Regions from separate parts of the Ctenopharyngodon idella genome. Here region 2 is linked to region 1. A link is a contact called in public Hi-C data. All regions are on one chromosome and are shown on one strand. Each heading gives the region's core, a stretch centred on a gene start, on an enhancer-like site or on the middle of the called end of the contact. The rest is flanking DNA. Distances are from core to core; before and after follow the strand shown. Region 1 holds the start of trip4 (thyroid hormone receptor interactor 4). Region 2 holds the start of gramd2aa (GRAM domain containing 2Aa).

Region 1 (4,397 bases), core at 1,026-3,525:
ATAATATAAGCCAGCTGGAAAACTTCCTGTGAAATGTCACTAATTTATTAATTGAATAAAATGTGAGATTTCACAAGAGTGCAAAAAATCATTGATCTTGCGCTGCACTGACTGACAGCTTCTGTGATTATGAAGGGAGGGAGAAGCGCGGTGCTCCCTTTCTGTGTAATTCATTCACAAGAAAAGTTATTGTTTTTCAAGAGATTTTGTGAGTACTTCATACTTCACACTTCACCTTGACAATTTTTAAAAATTAAAAGTATTTTTAAACCTAGTGATTTTATAATGTTTAATATGTATTCAGAAGTTAAACTGAGTGAAAAACTATTACAAGAAAATGGCTATGAGCCATTAAATGCTACTCTGCTGCCATCTGCTGGTTATAGTGGTAATAAAATATAGTTTTAATAAAAATAGTTTTCTATCAAATATTGGATTTTCTACATCTTAAAACGTTCGGTTTTACAAATGAAGACAATCTCAGGAGGATGAACAAATAATGTTTTTGGTCATCACATTAAAAATAACATTTGAAGTGCTGGAAAAATGTTGCATGTGCGTGTCTAATTACAGACACAGTGCTTCTTATTCAAACGTTCCCATTAGCTTAGACTTTATTGCAATCAGTAAAACTGACAAATTAGGCAAGTGTGATAACTGCATTAAAATATAAATACAACATTAAAAAGTCAACCATTAATGGTTTTGCGTCAATTTACAGCGAGTACAGAATGACAGCTCACCGGAAATGCCCGAGCTGGCTTATCGAAAACCAGGACGTAACCGTGCATAGGGTTAATTGGATTTTGAGATGTTGGTGTTACATGCAAAAATGCAGACAAATTAAATGGTAGCTTGCATGGGCAGGGATTAATGCCCGTTCACACCAAGACAAATGTTCGGTGCAATAAAAATTTTAATTTGAATGAATTCTGTCTTCTCAGACAAACACAAACATTCACAATTCGTCAGTTGTCAGTGTTTACAGAGAGGTGTTCGAATATCTTTTCCATCGCACTGCAAATAAAACTGGACAACCAATTAGATTCACACTTCTGGTCATGTGCCCGGAGACATAGATGTTAAATAAATCTATGACGATGATGCTCCTGAACAAACTGTTTTGCTAAGCGACAGTGAATAGCAGAGGAAGAATCCATAAACGGCTCTCTTTCTCTGTACTCTTGTATTTGGTGTTGTTTGATAAACATTACAGTGAATAAAAAAATCTGAATGGCTGTTTGAAAACATGTAAATACAGACACAGATACAGATTATTTACAAGAATATTAATCATTGCCAATATGGAAATTGTAACTCCTATTCTATCCTTAATTCTTCAGTTAAATCCAAAATTCTTAATTCTGTATTCACAATGAAAACATCATGTGTCCATATTTACCCATGATTGCCTCTTTCCTGAGGCCGTCTCCCAGACCATCAGCTGCCTGCGTCCGACACCTCTGCCATCTCTGCACCAGCTCATCCACAAACTCCTCCTTGTTTCCCTCTGTTCCCTGCAAGAGATCTCCAACATACTCCACAATTTCATCAACATTGTCAATGGAAAGGATGTACCTGGGAAAAAAACAAAACAAACATTTTATTGACTTACATAGTGCTCAGTTTTTTTCCCCACAAAGACCCATTCAAAATAACATTTCTGTTTGGATACTAGATGCCCAAATATCCCCATCACAAACTCCAAAGAATCTACTGTCTCATTTGTTTTTATTAATTATCACATACATTTCTTACACATTTCACATAAAACATTACATTAATGTTTTCCATATGGTTATTTTAAACAGGTATGTAGTACTATGGGACTAAATGTCTCATAGTACTCATACTCATGTACCAAGGTGGTGTTTACATGTATTATTTTCGTGCCATTCATATTATTATTGGAAGTACGATGACCATTCGTTATACATGAAAGGACTTTCAGATAGACACATTTGTACACATTAAGTCCACTTTATGAATTGTCAGTTCTGTCATTTATATTTTACAGCATTTCCACAATTGTCATTAGATAGGCTTGCGCACAACTCATCCTCCAGAGGCATAAAAATCAACTAAAATGTACTTACTGTACAATGTCATCGCTTGCCTCTAATCCAAAACTATGCTTTAACTTATCAACAGTCCAACGAAGCAAAGAATCAGTCATGATGAAGTTAGTAAACTGTGAGACACTGCAGTCAGTGAAAAGCTGTCATCATTTGCTTCACAGAGCTGAAAATGGCTTCCGGGAGACGTGTTTTAAAATAAAAGTCTCCATAGAAAAGATCATCACTCTTGCTGGTCCGGTATGATGGGTCAAAATAATAATTATATTAATGTAACCCTTTAATGTATATTTTCAAGTTAAAGAATATTAAAGTTTATCAGTGCCTTTAATCAAATGTATATTTTTGTCTCGAACGCTGCTTAAGTTTCATGAACATCGTATCATATGAGAGTTGTTACTTTTCTCAACGCTGGACAGGATGAACCAATCACAATTGTTTATGATTATAGAATTTGTAAGGCCTATTTAAATGTCAGCTAAGAATCCATGTTGTAAATATACCTGTAAATACTACATATATTACATTTTGGCACTTGAAGCTTTCATTTTCAATAGGCCTATATGAGCTACATTCATGGTTTCTTAAAAATATGGCAACATTTTATTACATGTGGCTAAAATATAATTTCTTTTTTTAGGAAAAAAATACAATGTAGAAGATTGGCAACATGGCTTTGGTATGTGCAATGAATGATTTTTATCATAAACTTGCAAAAAAGAGAAATAAGAAGAACACCACAAGATTTTAAAATGTTAAATCTAAGTCAGAACAGCTAAGTTAACCAAGGATCATTTGATATTTGATGCTAGATATAGATATAGACCTTTAGACAACATTAAAGTGGGTTGTACATGTATGAAAATGTTTTTACCTAGGTCCAAAGTGCAACACATGATCAAGAACAAACAGTGTCTATTTCATGTTCTTATAGTTTATATACAAAATGATAATGAAGGGAAAAAAATGTTACTATGACATTTCATTTCTCTTTAAATTTAAGACACTACTAACAGTAGTATTTCAATGATATTATAATAACTAAATGTGACCTCCAACTAGATAGTTAACATTGTTTGTTAATTTGTTTGTTTGGTTTTAGGATGCAAAATGGAAATACAAGTGTGAAGTTATTATTAATATTTATATACACTTATTTACAAATAAGAATATAACAGTCAAATGTAAGTTATGCACTGGGAGAAAACACTTGGGCTCAGAAATTCACATTTTTCATAAAAATGTGTTTTTTAATACATTTCTTTGTGCATGGTGCACAGATTACTATATCACACTAACATAATAAATAAATAATTTAAGCATATTTTAAACACACTGAAGAGCCACTGTCAACCCCAACACCAAATCCTGCATAGTGAATACTCAGTGGAAGGTGTAAATGTGGATCAATTTGCCTGTTTCAGAGAAAACACAGTAAAATGACAAAGATCCAGCTGGCTGATCTAGGTACACTCCTATAATGTTAGAACATGCCTGGAATAGTAATTTTTACCCAGAGCAGGCCAGACTCCAGGAGTTTTCATTGAGTCCAAAGCTGCAGTCACTCCCTCCTTTCCTGTTGATACCTCGATATGTAACTGCTATATGATTTCAGCCACTCCATTCAGCCTCCCAGTAACAGTGTCCAGTCAGACTCTCTCCACACAGACAGAACCTGCTCGAAGTGCTCAAATCTTTGTGGATGATCAGGATATGGCTGCTCCTCTTCCAAATAAGTTGCTTTTTTGCAGAATGAGATGAGTGTTTACTGTGTTTAGATTGAATGTGAGATTACAGGCATCTGAAGAGATATTAAAACATCAGTGATATATCACTGAAGATCCTTTGCAATTTGCAACCACAAGGCACTATTCTATGGCTGCTTTTGGATAATTTGTATTATAAAAGCACAATAATATTGAACTGATGTGATCCTGAAGGAATCTCCATGGTCCAAACTAAACAACACAGAAGAAAGCATGTAAAAATAGTCTTAGAAAAAGCATTTTAAACTCTTGCCTTTTTCCCCCTCTATTTTTTGTTGTGGATGTCCCAATGATTTGCAAATTTCAGTTAAACACTCATGTTATGTGTTTTGGTTGCATTTGTAAGTTAATAAAAACTGATTGAGTAAAATAGGCTCATAATATTGTAATACAGATATATAGATCAATATACCCCTGAATCTAATTGAATTGTAATCCTATTATGGCATGTGTTGTGGTATCGGCAAAGATCGTATCACTGGCTAAGGGAATCAATGTTGTATTGTGTGATATACACCCCTAATTGCAATAGCAGTTTGGATGGTTCAGTTGATTC
Region 2 (4,397 bases), core at 1,028-3,527, 140 kb before region 1:
TGGTTACAGTTCAATAAAGCAATTTTATAGCTGCCTAAACTTCTGTAACAATGATAAAATCACTGTAACGCAATGCATCGAGCGAAATGGTGGCGAACATTAAATAATAAAATATATTTTATTATATTCAATTTTCTTAAACATAGCAAAAGAGAAATTATTCTTATAGGTACAAAAAATAATGTTTTTTTTCTATATATGATTCTCCAGTTTCCCCTTCTATGCAGGTTAAGAGCTTGGGTGGTATCTTTGAAAATACTCTGTCACATATTAATAATGTTACCCGGACAGCTTATTATTACATACGTCACATTAATCGTCTCCGTCCAGCCCTCTCAATGAGGAGCACTGCCATTATGGTTCATGTGCTTGTCACATCACATATTGATTATTGGCTTCCTGTTAAGCAACATTGAATTCAAAATATTGCTTCTTGTTTACAAGGCATTGCATAATCTCACTCCTTCTTATTTGTCTGATCATCTCTCCATATATACTCCCTCTCAAACACTTAGATCATCATCTACATGTTCTCTAGTTCTTCCTCATATGTGTATGGCTTCTATGGGATCTAGAGCTTTTAGCTATGCTGCCCCTAATCTTTCAAACTTCCTTTCACAGGACATCAGCAATAGTGATAATCTTCCCATTTTTAAATCTCGCCTATTGGCAGGCTTTACAGTGACTGTGTATATGTATCTTTTATTGGTTGTAATTTTTTTAGGCCAAATTGCTGGCTTTTGTCATTTTGTTTTATCTGCTTGTAAGGTGTAATTTGCTGTCATGTAAGGCACCAATAAATAAAATGCATCATCATTATTATAAAACATACAAATTTCAAATACATAAGATTCTGAATAAAAACTAATAATTATCTGCCAAGTAAATCGCTCGCTTGACAGTTTGCGGCTGCCAATGTAGCAACTTTGGCACATTAATATAGAACTTAATTGTTGTGCAGCGTACAGTAGCAGTATTTTTACTGTATTTCCAGCTAACAAAAATATATTCTAAGAACGTTTTGCTAACGTTCACATTAGGTTATGAAAACGTCATTTCTGCATGTTGAAATTATTTAAAAATGTTTTTTCTTGGTTATACAAATGTTAAGGGAACATTCCATTTTATAATTTTGTAAACATTATGGGAACATTCCTTTGGAATGTTCTGAAACAAGTAACATTAAATAAACAGACAAACATCCAACTAAAACGTTTCAGAAAAACTTAGTATGTATGTTTAAACATTTTTTTTGTGCTAACATTATTAAGGACCAGATAACTTTGAACAAATGTTGCATTAGGCCTACAAGTTACTTGACAAATGTTTGTTCGGTAACACTTTAGTTTAGGGTCCAATTCTCGCTATTAACTAGTTGCTTACTAGCATGCATATTACTAGGATATTGGCTGTTTATTAGTACTTATAAAGCACATATTAATGCCTTATTCTGCATGACCATATTCTACATCCCTTAATCCTACCAATACGCAACATAACTACCTACATAAAAATTAATAAGCAGTAATTAGGAGTATATTGAGGCAAAAGTCGTAGTTAATAGTGAGAATTAATCTTAAGTGTGACCGTTTGTTCATAACTGAGAGAACATTGACAGAACTTTAACATCCAAAATGAAAGAAAACCCGTTCCATCAACGATGTATGTTTTTGTGCTAACATTATCAAGGACCAGATAACATTCACTGAACGTTATATCAATGTTACTAGAAAAAAGTTTGAGAAAGCCTTGCTAGAACATTAGCCAAAGTTCTGAGAACGTTCCCCGTTAGCTGGGTTTTACAACGGTTTCCCGCTGCTCAGTCTTTGAAATGGGATACGAATTTACTCATTTGTAATGAGTTAGGCAGTGTAAATTTAGCATTAAACAATGTAAATCACACCGATCAAATCAACTGGCTATCTTTACCATATTCTCCGAGCGAACATCAATCAAAACCTGTACGCGAATTAGATATGTGAATTACAAACAGTAGACCTCACTACGTTCGCCAAATATAGTGAGTTGACACGTACCTGGCGGTGAGGAAATATCCAAAACCTCGCTCGACATATCCCATAGAGACGTGTCAGTGTAAAGACAACGGCATCATTACCGGCGTTATAATAGTCCGTGCTCATAAAGAGCGTGTTTATTAATGTAAAGGGTCATAACAAGTGTGATTGTGAGCGTTATGTAGTGTGATGTCTTATGAGAGCTGTAGCGTCAGCAGCATTAGCGACTCGGTGTTATTAGGAAGCTCCGGGAACTCTCGCTGGATTTACTCCTCTGTATCAGCACACACACATTACACAGACTGACTGACACGCTGCAGAATCGGAATAAATACCCATTTGCTCGTTAAATCAATTATTTTTCTAGTCCAGACACTTCTGACAATGGCTGACAAAGTAAATGTCCGTAGACGTCTATAAAAATGGATCTGTATGGAGGTTTTCTTTTAAATGTTTCACTTAGCCTGCTAACATAAAGAAAACATTTCAAAATAGTATTATCATCATCCTATATTATTAATATACTACTTCATGACAGAAGCATTTCATTTAGCTAGTACTTTACAACAGTTGTTGGTAATATTATATTTCTACTTTGATTTTAATTTGAGATTTAAAAACAAGATAATAAATAATAAGCCTAAATTTGTGTAAATTAAGTTACAAACAGATGTACACAAGAAAGCATATGTATCAAATACAAAATGAAAATGCACAAAGTAGGAATAAAGCACACACCAACAGCCTGAAATGAATGGGGACATTCACATTTTGGCGATAAATTTCCTACTACACAGATCAGTTGAGTTTTTAACAGCTTAAAGATCAGCATTAATAAAAGACATGTCAACAGTCAGTCCACACACTATTATTCATCTGAGCCTCACCGGTCTCTGGTGCGACAGGTCCTGGTGCCGTGACCATGGGGGCGTCTCTGTGCCTCAGGCCCCTCCGCTGAAGGAGCCTCAGAACTGGCTGCGTATATAGTGCATCCCATGAAATCCCAGATATCTGATGCAGACTTGCTAAGCAGCAAGAGGAAAAGTGTACTTCCATGCCCTTGCAGGACATCAGAGGAAAAGTCATTGCCTCAGCATCTCCCTGCCTCCCTCCCATCCCCCTCCCATCAGATTCAGTGATAATCAGATTTTACATTTACAATCCACAAAATCATCCCGCTGCATAATCTCCACTGCTGCATCACGTTGCACATAAAAAGCTCCTTTTGTCATAGACAAAGCACTTTACACAAGCCGAAAGGGCTTACGGCTCTTACTGTGCAAATGATTACAAACAATTACCCTTTCAGACATTTCATTGTTATCATATGACTGTCTAACAGCATTAGAGCAATAATATGGAAAGTGAATTAAAATGCTAGGGACTTGGAATTTCATGCATCCAAGATTTTAAAGGTGAAGCATTTGAAATATTTACAGCAATTTATTGAGCCTGTCAGTCATATAAACACTAAACACAGCGTTCCCACAGTCATAGAAAATGCGGAAATATCACAGATTTAAAAAAAAAAAATGACTGACATACCATTGGGAAATAATTCTTAAAAAGTAAGTGACTCACAATTCTACAGTGCATATAACATTTTCTAGCGTTTCATTGGATATAAATTGCATAATCTCTATAAAATGCAGAATTCCAGAAATCAGTAACGGTTGGGGGAAATCATGAAGATGTTTTGGTCAAACGTGTAGGAATGGGATAAATTAATTAATTTGATGAAGAATCACTGACACAGTGCGAATGAGTGTCCTTTAGTAGTGACTGGACCTTACAATGGTCAGTATGGTCCGGTTTACACCTGATATTTGCATGCTTTTTAGTTGATCGGATCACAAGTAGATGAGGGAGACACATTCCCGTTTACACCTGGTGTTTTAATCCGTCTATTTTAACCACTTCAGTCCTGATTTCTTCAAGGGGAGGGTCTGTCGATGAATTGGCTTTTTCAGATCTTTCAATTGAATGGACGAAATAAGCTCAAGCAATTTACATATGAACTCGCCCGGGGAGATGACAGAAAACACAAGGGGAGCATCAGCTTTCCTTTCTACTCTGAGAGCCGAAAGACCACGCCGAACGCTGTGAGTGCGTGTTAGGAATCAGGAATGGTGAGAGAACATTGTGCTTGGTACATTTTTCGTCTTCAAATCAAACTTGGGTCTTCAGCTGACCAAGTTTAAATCCCGTCTGGCTAGAGCGCTTCCCATAATGTTTACGCATTCGGTCAGCAGGCGGAGAAAATGCGGTCTTTTGTGGCTGTTCGAACACATTCGACCACATGAGCGTTTACACTATGAAAGTAATCCGGTTGAATGCGTTTTCGACTACCTCTGGAAGTGGTTGAAAGTGGACAAGCTCAAA

The links. A called contact is a pair of places that touch in the nucleus more often than the background predicts.
Region 2: a contact with region 1 is called in a Hi-C map of muscle, with 3 times the contacts expected there. The contact joins the promoter of gramd2aa here to the promoter of trip4 in region 1. A contact is called at or near these places in 2 of 2 Hi-C or Micro-C datasets (both in muscle).

The regions. Positions count from the first base shown.
Region 1 is chr7:43,909,326-43,913,722 of HZGC01, reverse strand. It overlaps trip4 (thyroid hormone receptor interactor 4), which reads right to left and starts at 2,275. Exons shown (of 13, transcript XM_051900852.1): 1 at 2,097-2,275; 2 at 1,403-1,578. The coding sequence starts at 2,176.
Region 2 is chr7:44,045,726-44,050,122 of HZGC01, reverse strand. gramd2aa (GRAM domain containing 2Aa) reads right to left here and starts at 2,277. Exons shown (of 11, transcript XM_051900858.1): 1 at 2,037-2,277. The coding sequence starts at 2,080.